Regions from separate parts of the Mus musculus genome. Here region 1 is linked to region 2. The links are chromatin contacts, called in public HiChIP or PLAC-seq maps. All regions are on one chromosome and are shown on one strand. The core of a region is the stretch at or near the end of the contact, and the rest is flanking DNA. Distances in the headings are between cores, read along the strand shown.

Region 1 (6,258 bases), core at 870-3,369, 920 kb before region 2:
TTCAAAAAGTGAGCATCATGCAAACACAGTAATGCCAGAAGCAGCCATGGCTCAACAGAAGTCACTGGTGCAGAGCCCAACCTGAACTTTGTCCTCATGAAAAGGAGAAACTGAGACACTGCCCTCCACCCCAGCCCTCCTATCACCCCCCTCCACCTCCTGTCTGTGCACTAGTTTCAAACCCCTTGCCAGCTCCCATTCATCCAAAGCGCAAATTCCAAACTTCTTCTCTGGTGTTCCTGACTTACTAAGACCTACTTACATTCTGCCCATAGCTCCTTCCTCCTTCTTACTAAGGAGGTGAACTAAAGACTCACGCGATGAGTTAATCTGAGAAAAGAAGGACCCAAGTGAGGTTCAAGAGGCAGAGTAGGCAAGCCTGGAGGTGCCTTAGGTGAGAGGCTGTGAATGAAATCTGAGAGTCACCTGTGACATACCAGAGGCAGAGTATCTGATGCTGTGATGGTTATTACTGATTTTTCAACTTGACAAGATCTAAAAATCACCTAAGAGACAAGACCCTATGCATGTCTTTGGCATGTGGGTTAATTGAGGTAGGAAGATCTACTCTAAATGTGGGCAGCACCATATCATGGGCTGGAATAAACTGAATAAAAAGGGAAAGTCAAGCTGAGTGCCAGTAGTCATCTCTCCATCTCTCTGCTTCCTGCCTATGGATGCAACATCACCAACTGTCTCATGCCCCTGACACTGTGTCTTCTCTGCCGCCACAGATCCTTAAACTCCAAGTCAATGTAAGCCTTTCCCCAAGTTGCTTTTCCCAGGTCACAACAAGAAAAGTAATGAATATAAATATTCTGGAAGAGACTACTTAGGGTGCCTGGCACAGACTTAGACCCACATGGATCTGTTCACTTGTTCAAGTACAAAAGGAAAGGGAAAAAGAAGGACATGAGGAGGAGGAGGAGGCGGTATGAGGAGGGGGTGGTGTTGGCATCGGCAGCGAGGCGGCAGTTCTGGCGAGAGGACCCCCAAATGGGAATCCACACTTACCTACCTGCTCGATCTCCCGGCAGCGCCGACCTAGTGCCTGGTACTTTCTACGATTTAGTTCCCGCTGGCGACGCCTTCGACCCCGGGCTGCCTCTTCCTCTTCATCTCGCTCCCGGAGTCCTGAATCACCCAGACCACCGGACACAAATTCCACTTCTGTCTCTAGCTCACTTTCTAGGATGTGGCCACCAAACAGGGGAGGCAGAGCCAGCTCTGAGCCTGGTGGCGCTGAGAACTCTTCAAAGCCCACGGCTGCCATGGTCCTGTAGGGCCAAGAAGTTTTAGGAGCCTATATTCTGGCTCTCCAAGTCCCTCCCAGGGGGACTTAGGTCCAGGCCCCAGCCTGGAGCCCAGATCCTAGCCCTCTCCTCCATCACACCCAGCAGCCCAGACTCTAGCCCTCCTCCCTCCTACCAAGAAGCCCAGACCCTAGCCCTTCTTGGTCACTGCCAGGGATCCAGGCCCCAGTCCTCGTCCCTAACAATGAGGAATCAGACCCTAGCCTCCTCCCTCAGACTTTGGAGCCCACACTCCAATCTCCTTGCTCTCAGATCCATAAGAACAGCAAATTCCAAATCTCCCCTACGATGCTCCAGTACTGCCTCCGGTTCTCCCACAGAGATTCGAAAAGAAAGCAACTGCACGAACTTCCCCATCGTCCCTGAGAGCACTACAGCCGATCGTTGCTGTTTTTGGAGTCCCCGTTTACACAAAGCTCAGCTACTCACCCCTCTCTCTGTTCCAACTCCATTTCTCTGGTCAAGAGACACCTCAAGCCTCAGAGAGGTGGAGTCTTGCGCAAAACTACCTCTCCCATCAGGCCTTGCGACACAGGAAAACTGGGAATTAAAGTTTCCTACTCTGCCTTCGTTTGCACCCGACTCCAAATTGCGGCTTGAAGCCTTCGGTTTATCCTCTAGCGCCTGCACCGATCGTCCACGTTGTCACCTTCTTTACTCCTGTCTTGTCGCAGTGTCGACTAGCCAAAGCGAATCTCTGTTTAGCAGGCTCAATCCACGGCGACGTACGACTTCCCCTAGCCCTAGAACCCAGCACTCCCGGTCGCCGTCCCGCGAGGCGGCTGCTAATAAAGTTGTTGTCCAAACGCTGCCGGAAATGTCGTAAACGGCCAATCAAAACACAGATTTATCGGCGGCAAGTAAACGTCATCAAAGAGAGCCGAAGCTCTGGGGAAGCAGATTTCTTGGAAACGATTGTGAGAGGATCGAAGCGGTGAGTGTGATGGAGAAGAAGGGATGGCCGGAAGCCAAGCTACTGGAGGAGAAAGTGTAGCGGGCGACTTAAATCATAGTATAAATAATAATATTAAACGTATGGAGCGCCTTAGAACTAATATTCAAGACGTGAGTGGATCACAGCATAACTTTAGGCTGAAATATGGCACGTGGGCCAGACGGGTGGAATGAAAGAACTGAAGGCAGGGTGAGGGAGCAAAGAGCCGGGTTAGGCAAAGATGAATAGTTGCTCAAAGACCCAGAGGTGTGGGGAAAAGTTGCCAGGTCAGGTGGTACCTGGAGGGATGTGCTGTGTTCTGTGTGGGTAGGAACAGGAGACAACCTCCGTGAACTAAGCAAGCTGTGGAGCCTGCGTGCGGCTACAGGAGCTGATGAAGAAGAAACTTAAGGGGATCCGGGAGAAGGTGCTCCTTCTGGTGATATGAGTGGACAGGGTCAAGATGCAGTATTAGGGAACCCCATTCTCCCTTTCCCATAGGCCTTGGGATGTCTCTGGCTGATGAGCTCTTGGCTGACCTCGAGGAGGCAGCAGAAGAAGAGGAAGGAGGAAGCTATGGAGAAGAGGAGGAGGAGCCAGCAATTGAGGATGTACAGGAGGAGACCCAGCTGGATCTTTCTGGAGATTCAGTCAAGAGCATTGCCAAGCTATGGGACAGCAAGATGGTGAGGTGGCACCCTTTAAGTCAGCGTTCCTAGGGAGGAGTGGCCGGAGAGCAGTTCTTTCTGAGAGGCCTAGTTTCTGACTGTGCTCTCCTTCCTCATCAGTTTGCTGAGATCATGATGAAGATTGAGGAGTATATCAGCAAGCAAGCCAACGTGTCGGAAGGTGCCTCCCACCCTCACTTTCCTCTGCCCATTCTGACTCCCCGACTCTCTTGCTCCTTATGGTTTTATCACCAAGTGTCTCCCTCCTCAGCTTTCCTCAGAGCATTCATTCTTCTTTTTTTTTTTAAATCCAGTTACTGACCCTCTGAAAACATACTGCATTGTACCCAGACATGATATGTGTTTATATCTCACCACTTAGGAGACTGAGGCAGCAGGTACATGAATGAGTTCAAGTCCAGTCTGGTCAGAGTCAGCCTGGGTAAAACCCTGTCTCAGAAATAGGTACATTCATGGAGTTGGAGAGATAGTTAAGAGTATCTGCTGCTCTTCCAGAGGTCTTGGGTTTAGTTCTTAGCATCCACATGGGTCATAACTATCTGTAACTCCAGTTCTTGGTGATCTGACATCTTCTGCTCTCCATGGGCATTATATATATATTATGCACATCAGGCAAAACGCATACATACATTTTTTTTAGAAGAAAGTGAGACAACACCTATGTTTAAAAAAAAGGAAGAAAGAAAAATAAACATGCATATTGTACTATAAAACTGATGTGTTTTCTAATTGTGAGAAGACTTGTCTCTGGGTTCTCTGAACTATAGGACCTTTTCCACATCCACAGACAGGGTGTGTACACATGTATGTACGTATATTTTTAAATATGGAGACAAGGTTTCACTCTGAAGTTCAGACTGGCCTAGAAGTTACTAGGTAGCCTATAGTGGCCTTGAACTCTCAGCAACCATCCTTTTTCAGCCTCCTGAGTGTGAGGCAGAAGCAACCATGCCCACTCTGTAGTCCCTACAGAAGGGACTGACTAACCCTGCATTGGGTCAGGGAAGAAGTGCCCCCTGTTGGAATTTGAGTACTTGTGCTAACCCTGGGGAAGGAACAAGGGCTGTTAATTCACTGAGTGATGGGAGTCTCCCAGCCAGCTTCTACAGGGATTCCAAGTGGCAGGCAGAGAAACTTCTTGTTCCGTAAAGCCAAAGAAAGTCACAGAACGTGACTGCCTGATGTCAAGTTTGATGAATCAGGTCTGCTCATGTCAGGTGTCTTAACTAGTGGGGGAAGTGGACACAAAGCCTGTCTAGCAGAGGTGGCCCAATTCATGCAGACTGTCACCCTTCTGGGGTGGAGGTGGGGGGTTGTTTAATGCCCTCAGAGTTTTAATGACCTAAAGGGACATGTGAGGCCACATTACTCAATACCAATTTAATTGTCTATGCATAAAGTGTGGTTTCTAGAAACAGACTTAAGGAATGTCCCAGGGAGATGGAGCAGTACCTGTGAAGGCAGGAGGAGTGAAATAGCCTTGAGTGCCCGGTGGCGGCTGGGAGGATGGAGCAGAAAAGCAGAAAGGATAATGCTGTAGAGCCAACGAGTCACCGGATCTCACTGAAGGGACTCCTGTGCTGTGTGCACCAAGGTTGCAGGTGTGGGGAACGTGGACCTCCATCTGTATGGGAGACCTTGAGTGCCAGTCTGAGGATCTTGCTCGCTAGCCTCAAGGCTTTGGGAAGCTATAGGAAGGTTTAATTTTGGAGCAAGATGAGGTCAAGACCAGATTGACCCAGAGGATAGACTGCAGGAGAAAGATGAGAAGCAGGAGTAAGGCTCCTGGAGAGGAATATAAGCCTCAGTGAATTCTTCAGCCCTTATGTAGCCCCCTCAGCCCCTCCTTTCTGATTCCATCCAGCCTCCACCTCAGTCCCCAGCTTCGTTCCTCCCCCATCCATATCCCTTCTTCTTTGTAGTGATGGGACCAGTGGAGGCAGCTCCTGAGTACCGAGTCATTGTGGATGCCAACAACCTGACTGTGGAGATAGAAAATGAGCTGAGTGAGTGATGGGAAGGGCTATGGAGACACCAGTATCCTGTGCTCTTCACTCTTTCGTTATGACCCAAAGGGAAGAACAGGCATGAACCTGGACCTCTTTTGTTTGCCTTTCTTGGGCAAAAATATTGCCCTGATTAGGTTCATCTTCTATAACAGAGTAACTAACATAAATTGTACTCTCCTCCATCATAAAAGTCTGAATAAGCAGGGCAGGTCTCGAGTCATCCTTTGACCCCCTTGAGCAGCCAGGCTTTGCCACCTCGTACGTGCTCCAGGATGATGCCCACCTCTGCATCCCTACCAGCAAATGTGGAGGGAAGATAGGCCATAGTTGTTTCCTTAAGGCCACGATCTGGAAGTTGAAAATTGTCACTTTCAGTTCATATTTTGTAGACTTTTGTAGAACAAACTCCCACCTGCACATAGCATTGGAGACAGCTAGGAAATTAGAATGATTTGGGGTTGGTTACTAGAGAGGTGGAAGTAGGTATTGGGGATAGCAGCAGAGTCTGCCTCCCCCTCAGTAGACACCTGTCCTTGATGTCCCATTTAGACATTATCCACAAGTTCATCCGGGATAAATACTCAAAGAGATTCCCTGAGCTAGAATCCTTGGTGCCCAATGCTCTGGATTACATCCGCACAGTCAAGGTGAGTGGAGAGAAGTCTGGCTTGGGAAGAACTGGGGCCACTAGACCATGAAACCTCAAGTCTAGAAATAATGGAGAGTCATGAATGGGGCTCAGTGGTGAGGGACAGATACTGGAATGGATGTGTCATGCACATCTCTTGCTTCCTTCCTCCCCTTGGTTTCATGGGAGGATAACCACTGACCTGGCCCTTACCTCTGGCTGCAGTTGGAGCAGGTGTCCTTTGAGCTGGCAGAGGCCACCGCTGAATAAGAGCTAAGACCCTGCGTGGGAACAAGCAAGGATGAAGTCAGAAGGGGCAGGGAGGGAAGCTTGGAGAGGTCAGAAAGGGCAGAGAACATTAGATGTGGAAGGTGTTGGCTTCTCTACAAGGGATTGGAGCGAGTGGAAGTGAAAGAGCAGGGGTCCTGCCTCTGTCCAGGAGATCAGGATGGTGGCACAGGAATTGTGTCTGTGGAATAAAGTGCGCTTTTGACGGCCTCTTTAGTGCAGCATGTCTTCCTTGGAGGCTGCTTTGCCAGCTTGTACTTCTGCATCCGTAGAGCAGAGCAGGCACACTGATGCTTTAGGCAGGGAGGTTGTAAAAGTGTAAAAGGAAAGAGAGGCCTCCAGTGTATGGACCTTAGCTTTCCCAGCTTCCTCAAGGGGAGACCTCTGTTGGTGTTGT
Region 2 (6,357 bases), core at 3,035-5,534:
ACTTGTTTGATTAGTAATGTCTGGAATAAGACATGGTAGCATAAAGTCAACATATATGTCAGCATTTGATTAGTGATGTCTGCTATGGACAGGGAATAGACATAGTGAGACACAGTTCTGGGACTGTTTATTCCTCCACATCCTAATGAATGTATTGGGATAACAGTACAAATTACCACCATTGATACTGTCACAGGAAAATGTGCAGGAGAAATGGTATATTTACCATGTGCTTGGCACTTAGCACATAAGTGTTATTTTGAACCTAGGCCATCAATTCTAAAGTCTAGTGTAAATCTAATCCACCAGAGATGAGGGGCAAAATACCAAGGTCACCTCATTAGGCGTTCTGATTCACTAGGTCTGTGTGACATCACATCCAGAATTTACATTTCGACAAAGATGGAGTTAATTCTGACACAGGATGGCTTAAATAATAGGAATGGAAGCTGGGTTCCGGGACCCCAAAGGGAATCCTTATAGGTAATAATATGCTCCTTGTTGAGCAAGGAGGGGAAGCATGTGTTAATTACCAGGAGCTTGAGGCTCAGAGAACAAAGGTGTAGGTAGTTCCAAAAGATGAAAAAATGGTCCTTAGGGTTGGAAACCCCAAACTGCCTGGCCTGCATTCTACTCTGCACTCAGAGGCCTAATATTCTACCAAAGCCTTTTATTATCAATCATTATCATTGCTATTGTTATTATTGTTGTTGGTGGTGGTGGTTTTTCATGACAGGGTTTCTTTGTGCAGCTCTGGTTGTCCTGGAACTCTCTCTCTGTAGACCAGGCTAGCTTCAAACTCAGAGATCCACCGCCTCTGCCTCACTAGTGCTGGGATTAAAGGTGTGTGCCTCCACCGCCTAGCTGTCTTTTTTTTTTAAAAAAAAAAAAAAGCGTTTTTTTAAGATTTGTTTTATCTTATTTATTTTTGCTCGTTTTATTTATTTATTTTACGTGAGTACTCTGCTGCATGTACACCTGCATGCCAGAAGAGGGCATCAGATCCCTTTATAGATGGTTGTGAGCCATCAGGTGGTTGCAGGGAACTGAACTCAGGACCTCAGGAAGAGCAGCCAGTGCTCTCTACGAGCCATCTCACAGCCTTGTCTTTTATTATTTTACTACTTATTTTTATATCTTAAATTATGTGTAAGTGTGTGTCTTCATATGGTCATGTGCATGGGGTCCAGAGGCACTGGGTGCCCTGAAGCTGGAGTTACAGGTGGCTCTGAGTCACCCCTACCTGGGTTCTGGGGACAGAACTCAGTCCTACAGAAGAGGAACAAGTGTAACAAGTGCGCTCAAGCACTGGTAGATCTCCCTAGTCTTTGATTTTTGAAGAGTCCATCTAAGTCCTTGCCCATTCTCTCTCTCTCTCTCTCTCTCTCTCTCTCTCTCTCTCTCTCTCTCTCTCTCTCTCTCTCCCCCCCCCCCCGTGTGTATGTGTGTGTGTCCATTCATCCACATATATGACATTTATGCTGGAATAAATTCTCCTAAATATTTAGGGTAGTGTAGCTGTAGTAGGACTCTGTGTGTGTGTGTGTGTGTGTGTGTGTGTGTGTGTGTTGAGATGTAATGTATACCTATGCATGTTGGTATACACAATCTATTCCTGTGTATGTGGAAGCTTGAGGTCGACATTGGGTGTCTTTCTCTATCACTCTCCACCTTATTTTTTGAGACAAGATCTGAATGTAGAATTTACCACTTCTGCTTACAGAGATATGCCTGTCTCTACCCCCACCCCAGCACTAACTGTAGGAGCTATAGACATGTACAGAGCCAGGTTCTCAGCCCTGATCTTTGGTTTGGTTTGGTTTTAATTGAGGCAAAGTCTCACTTTGTAGCCCAGCTTGGCTATGCAGGCACTATATAGCTCTGGCTGACCTTGAACTCAGAGCAATCCCACAGTCTAGGCTGGGATTATACATATACATCATCAAATCCAGCTCAGGCAAGAGAGTTCTTGTGGATAGTTGCTAGCTCTGATCCCGAGTCCAGTGGATAAAGTGGGATTAAGAAGTGAAGGGGCAAAAAGAAAAAAAAAAAAACAACAACAACAACAAAAACCCGGGCGGTGGTGGCGCATGCCTTTAATCCTAGCACGTGGGAGGCAGAGGCCTGAGTTCAAGGCCAGCTTGGTCTACAGAGTAAGCTCCAGGACAGCCAGAATTATACAGAGAAACCCTTTCTGGAAAAAACCAAAAAAAAAAAAAAAAAAAAAAAAGTGAAGGGGCCAAGGACAGAAGATAGTAGCTAGGACATTCAAAGGTGCAGGGGTGTACAAAGGGAAGGATTGAGAGGCTCAGCTGTGTCACACCTTATCTATGTAACTCCGGCCCAGCTCCTTCACTTCCTGAAGATGGACTTGGGCTTGGGCCTGACTCTTTTTGCCCATCCGTCTCCGACAGCGCTTCCGGTAGAGACAGAAACAACTGCTGAAGACCAGGAGGCCCGAGCCCAGCACGATGGTAGCCAGGACCCAGGCAGGCACTGCAGAAGGACGAACATGACATGATTCGAAGCACTGGGAAGGTGGCTGGCTAACTCACGCTTGATTCCATCCAGCAGTTTGATTCTAGCCTGGTTTTCCCTACACCCAACTCCATTATATTTTAATCCCAATTTTCCTTCTAACCAATCTCACCTATAAAGCTCAATTTATGCCCTAACCCAAGCCGACATTTGTTTTCTTATAATTCTGATGTCTCTACACCCATTTTAATTTCTGCTCGCTCCCTACTGCTTTTAGCTTTCACTCCTGGGCCTGTTCACATTCATCCACTTCTGATTCCATTCCATGCCACACCCGTGATCTGGTTTGCCTCACTATTTCAGAGTCTACTCGTCTGGGATACCGACCCACGATTCCTGCGGGATTTTCCAGCCTACCCACCCGAGTCTTTGCTACTGAGACCCTTCTCTGGGGATCTTGAGAGGCTGTCCACTAGGGCTAGCCCAGGGTCTTCTCACCTGCGCCCTGCCTGATGCGGCTGGAGTCTGGAGGTGTCTTAGGCGCTGGAGACCCCAGGGTCGGGGGTTCCGGGAACATGGCGTCGGGGTCCTGCGGTGCTTCCTGCAGAGGTACCCAAATACTCTATCCCCACCCCACCCCACTCCTACCCAAAGCATCCAGTGAGTTTTCTCACGCATCAAAGAACCTTAAATTCCATTGATTTTTGGTGCACACTAGGAGTTAATCTCAGCCTCTTCACGCCAGTGGCAGGCTTTGGGGGACCCAATTCCATCACAAAGGGATACTTCCTCTGTATGCCACCCCATCCCATTCTCTTCCCAATCCATTCTCTTCTACCCCTTCCTTGCTCTTCCCAAGGGCTTGAACCGGAAGTGGGCGCAGGCAGGCGTGGGAACCAGCAGACCACTGTTGCCCTGAGCGACCGCCAGGCTCCAGGCAGGGTGATAGCAGTGCTGGTTGCTGGGCAACGAGCCTGTTGCCAAGGCAACGGGAGGGACTGACGCACAGAAACGAAGTCCGGGCGGTGCCGGTCCATGGGACCCAGGTCCGGGATCCCGTGGCACAGCGAGAGCGGCCTGTGATCTGTGCATCTACAGTGGCTCCTCCCATCGCATGGGACCCCTTGCACCACCACTCTTTCTGGTAAAGTGGAGAACCTGCCCCGGCACCTCTGCTGGGCCTTCACATCCTCTTGCTCATGAGTCTCTTGAGCGCACCCCGACTCTGTCTTCACACCTGTTCTCGTGACCGGCTCGGCCCCCACTTCTTTCTCGACCCCAGATAGGCATCTTCCCTCTTCTGTCCCCCACAACCTTCTCTCGTCAGCGCCTCTACTGCCCTCTGTTGTCTAGCCTCTCTCTCTCAGTCTCTCTTTGCTTTTTTTTGACTACCAACCTGCTCCCTTTGTTTCCACACCTGTCTCTCCTCTCCACATAGCAATTTCCTTGGTTAGGGCTTCAACCTGCCGCTCAAAGTTGAACCTTGTCGACGACCCTCCTCCACCCCTCTCACACGCCAGACCCCCCACGAATGGGACCGAGGATGTGGCTTGGACAGAGGGTCCCAACAGCTCCTACCTGCTAGGTGTCTCGACAGGACCCTTCTGGAGGTGTTGTGGGCTGCTGGGACCCCGCCCCCAGCACGTGGGTGGATGGCGCTTTCCCTTGTGTGCTGATCACACAGTTTGGCAGGGTGGGGGCGCGGCTGAGCCTAGCCAGGCTAATGTCTGCGCCCCTGTGTGAGATCGCGCGCGCGCGCGCGCGTGTATTTGTGCATATGTGTGCGTGCGTGTTCTGCCCCGGAGAAGAGAGAACGCCCTGCTCCGCCCCTCGGCCCGCCACACCCGAGAACCACCATGGCGCCCACGTACGTTGATCTTAGTACCCTAGAATGTTCTGACGTCTGGCTAAGTCATCGGACATCTACACTGAGTACCAGCCCCCACAACACACACACACACACACACACACACACACACACACACACTTTTTACAATGCAAATAACTGGATTCCAGAGCACTCGGTTTTAGAACCTATGAAAACCCTCTCTCTGGAGACTTAGCTACCCAGATTCTCAAAGCAAGAAGTTAGAGTCGCCAGCATCTCTGCTCTCAGACATTGTGTTTCCTTACCCAATTCCTGGCTTCAGCCAACACACAACCTATACTTCTTGTGTGTGTGTGTGTGTGTGTGTGTGTGTGTGTGTGTGTGTGTATGTGTGTGTGTGTGTGTGTTGGTGTGTATAGTGGTGCACAGTGGTGCACATTCATGTGGGCATGTGTGTGAAGGTCAGAAGACAACTCAGCGTGTTTTCCATCAGTGCTGTGCACCTTATTAAGACATTAAATTGCACATTTTTTGCAATTATAAGCCATTTTTCATTTGTATGGGGGAGTGGGCATATGGGGGTCAGGGGACAGTTTGAAGGCCGCTGGCTCTCTCCTTCCACCGTCTGGGTCCTGATGGTGAACCCAGGCCACCATGCTTGACAGGAAGGGTCTTTTCCAGCTGAGCCATCTCAGTATCCCTATCGATACTGGTTTGCGAGATGGTCTCCCGCTGGCTTGGAACACACAGATTAGGCTAGGCTGGCTAGTCATCAGGCCTCAGGGATCTGCCTATCACTGGCTCCTCACCTCTGCCACTACAAGCCAGCCCCCTACCACCACCACACCCAGATTTTTCCACCTGGGCTCTGGGCCCCAAACTCAGATCCCCATATTTCCAAAGCATTCACTTTACCAACTGGGCTATCCTCCCAGCCCAAATCCTGTACTTTTTAGGGGGTGGTGGAATATAATGTGCCCACCATAGGTGCTTGGAACCCCCTCTCCTACCCCAGTGTTATCTCCAGAGACAAAAATCCGTTAGCCACCTTCGGGAGGACAGTTTAATAAATTATATAGAAGGAAAGAATGTACAGCCACGGGGCCCAGGGAGACCACAAGCACAGGGGACTCCCTTCAGCCTCGGAGTAAAGGAGACTGATTCGGTTTCTGAGGTAAAAAGGGGACAAGTACCTGCCTGCCTTTGCTGCTCAGGTAGTACAATTCCAGACCCTGATTCCTTCTTTCGAATCCAGGTTCCAGCCTGTTTTTTTGAGAGCCTGCACACCCAGGCGGTAGCTATCTCCACTCAAAGAAGAGAAAACCTAGCTGTCAGTCACCCCTACCTGTCAGTCACCCCGTCACCCCTACCTGTCAGTCACCCCGTCACCCCTACCTGTCAGTCACCCCATCACCCCTACCTGTCAGTCACCCCGTCACCCCTACCTGTCAGTCACCCCGTCACCCCTACCTGTCAGTCACCCCGTCACCCCTACCTGTCAGTCACCCCATCACCCCTACCTGTCAGTCACCCCGTCACCCCTACCTGTCAGTCACCCCGTCACCCCTACCTGTCAGCCACCCTGTCCTCAAGCTCCACCACTCACAGGGCTCACAGTTGAAGTATACCAGCCCTTCCTGCACTTGGACCACAGGAGATGCGTTTCCAGTGACCTCCTCCCATGGGGTTGGGGAGGCTGGGACTTCAATCCTGTTGTCTTGAAGGTCCACATATCTGGGCTTCAGCACAGGTCCAGATCTGGCCTGGGTATTTCTGTGTCTGGGTTCAGCACCCAGAAGCTGAGAACTCAGACTCATGGGCCATGATAGCAGATGCATTCTCATAAACTAAGCTTGCCACGTTCTCATACATTGCCTCCTCTGGGACAAGGGCTGGAGCTGGCTTCTGGAGGGATTTCAAGATGCACTGGTGGAGGAACACATACTGGGCCTGGGGAGGATGCACAGAATGAGGGATGCTTCCTGAAGGGCCCTCAACCCCCACCACACCCACATTGTCCCCCGAAAGCTCCTCACCTCTGTCTGCACCAT

What was found. HiChIP or PLAC-seq counts read pairs in DNA pulled down with a chosen protein or histone mark.
Region 1: an H3K4me3 HiChIP or PLAC-seq map of embryonic forebrain shows a contact between it and region 2, with 6 times the contacts expected there. The contact joins the promoter of Tfpt here to the promoter of Syt5 in region 2. A contact is called at or near these places in 8 of 39 promoter capture datasets (the HPC-7 cell line, cranial neural crest, embryonic stem cells and 5 more), 1 of 484 Hi-C or Micro-C datasets (embryonic stem cells), 16 of 115 datasets of contacts at active chromatin or transcription factors (bone marrow-derived macrophages, craniofacial prominence, embryonic basal ganglia and 8 more) and 1 of 9 other capture datasets (embryonic stem cells).

The regions. Positions count from the first base shown.
Region 1 is chr7:3,627,810-3,634,067 of GRCm38.p6, forward strand. It overlaps Tfpt (TCF3 (E2A) fusion partner), which reads right to left and starts at 2,120. Exons shown (of 6, transcript NM_001290381.1): 1 at 1,743-2,120; 2 at 1,019-1,277. The coding sequence starts at 1,765. Prpf31 (pre-mRNA processing factor 31) reads left to right here and starts at 2,176. Exons shown (of 14, transcript NM_027328.4): 1 at 2,176-2,247; 2 at 2,749-2,933; 3 at 3,036-3,096; 4 at 4,859-4,942; 5 at 5,495-5,592. The coding sequence starts at 2,757. Gm15927 (a long non-coding RNA gene) reads right to left here. Exons shown (of 6, transcript XR_003946711.1): 4 at 5,229-6,258; 5 at 4,389-4,686; 6 at 3,262-3,594.
Region 2 is chr7:4,543,257-4,549,613 of GRCm38.p6, forward strand. Syt5 (synaptotagmin V) reads right to left here and starts at 4,285. Exons shown (of 9, transcript NM_001360422.1): 1 at 4,057-4,285; 2 at 2,977-3,079; 3 at 2,324-2,496. The coding sequence starts at 3,055. It overlaps Ptprh (protein tyrosine phosphatase, receptor type, H), which reads right to left. Exons shown (of 20, transcript NM_207270.2): 19 at 6,343-6,357; 20 at 5,358-6,256. The coding sequence ends at 6,092.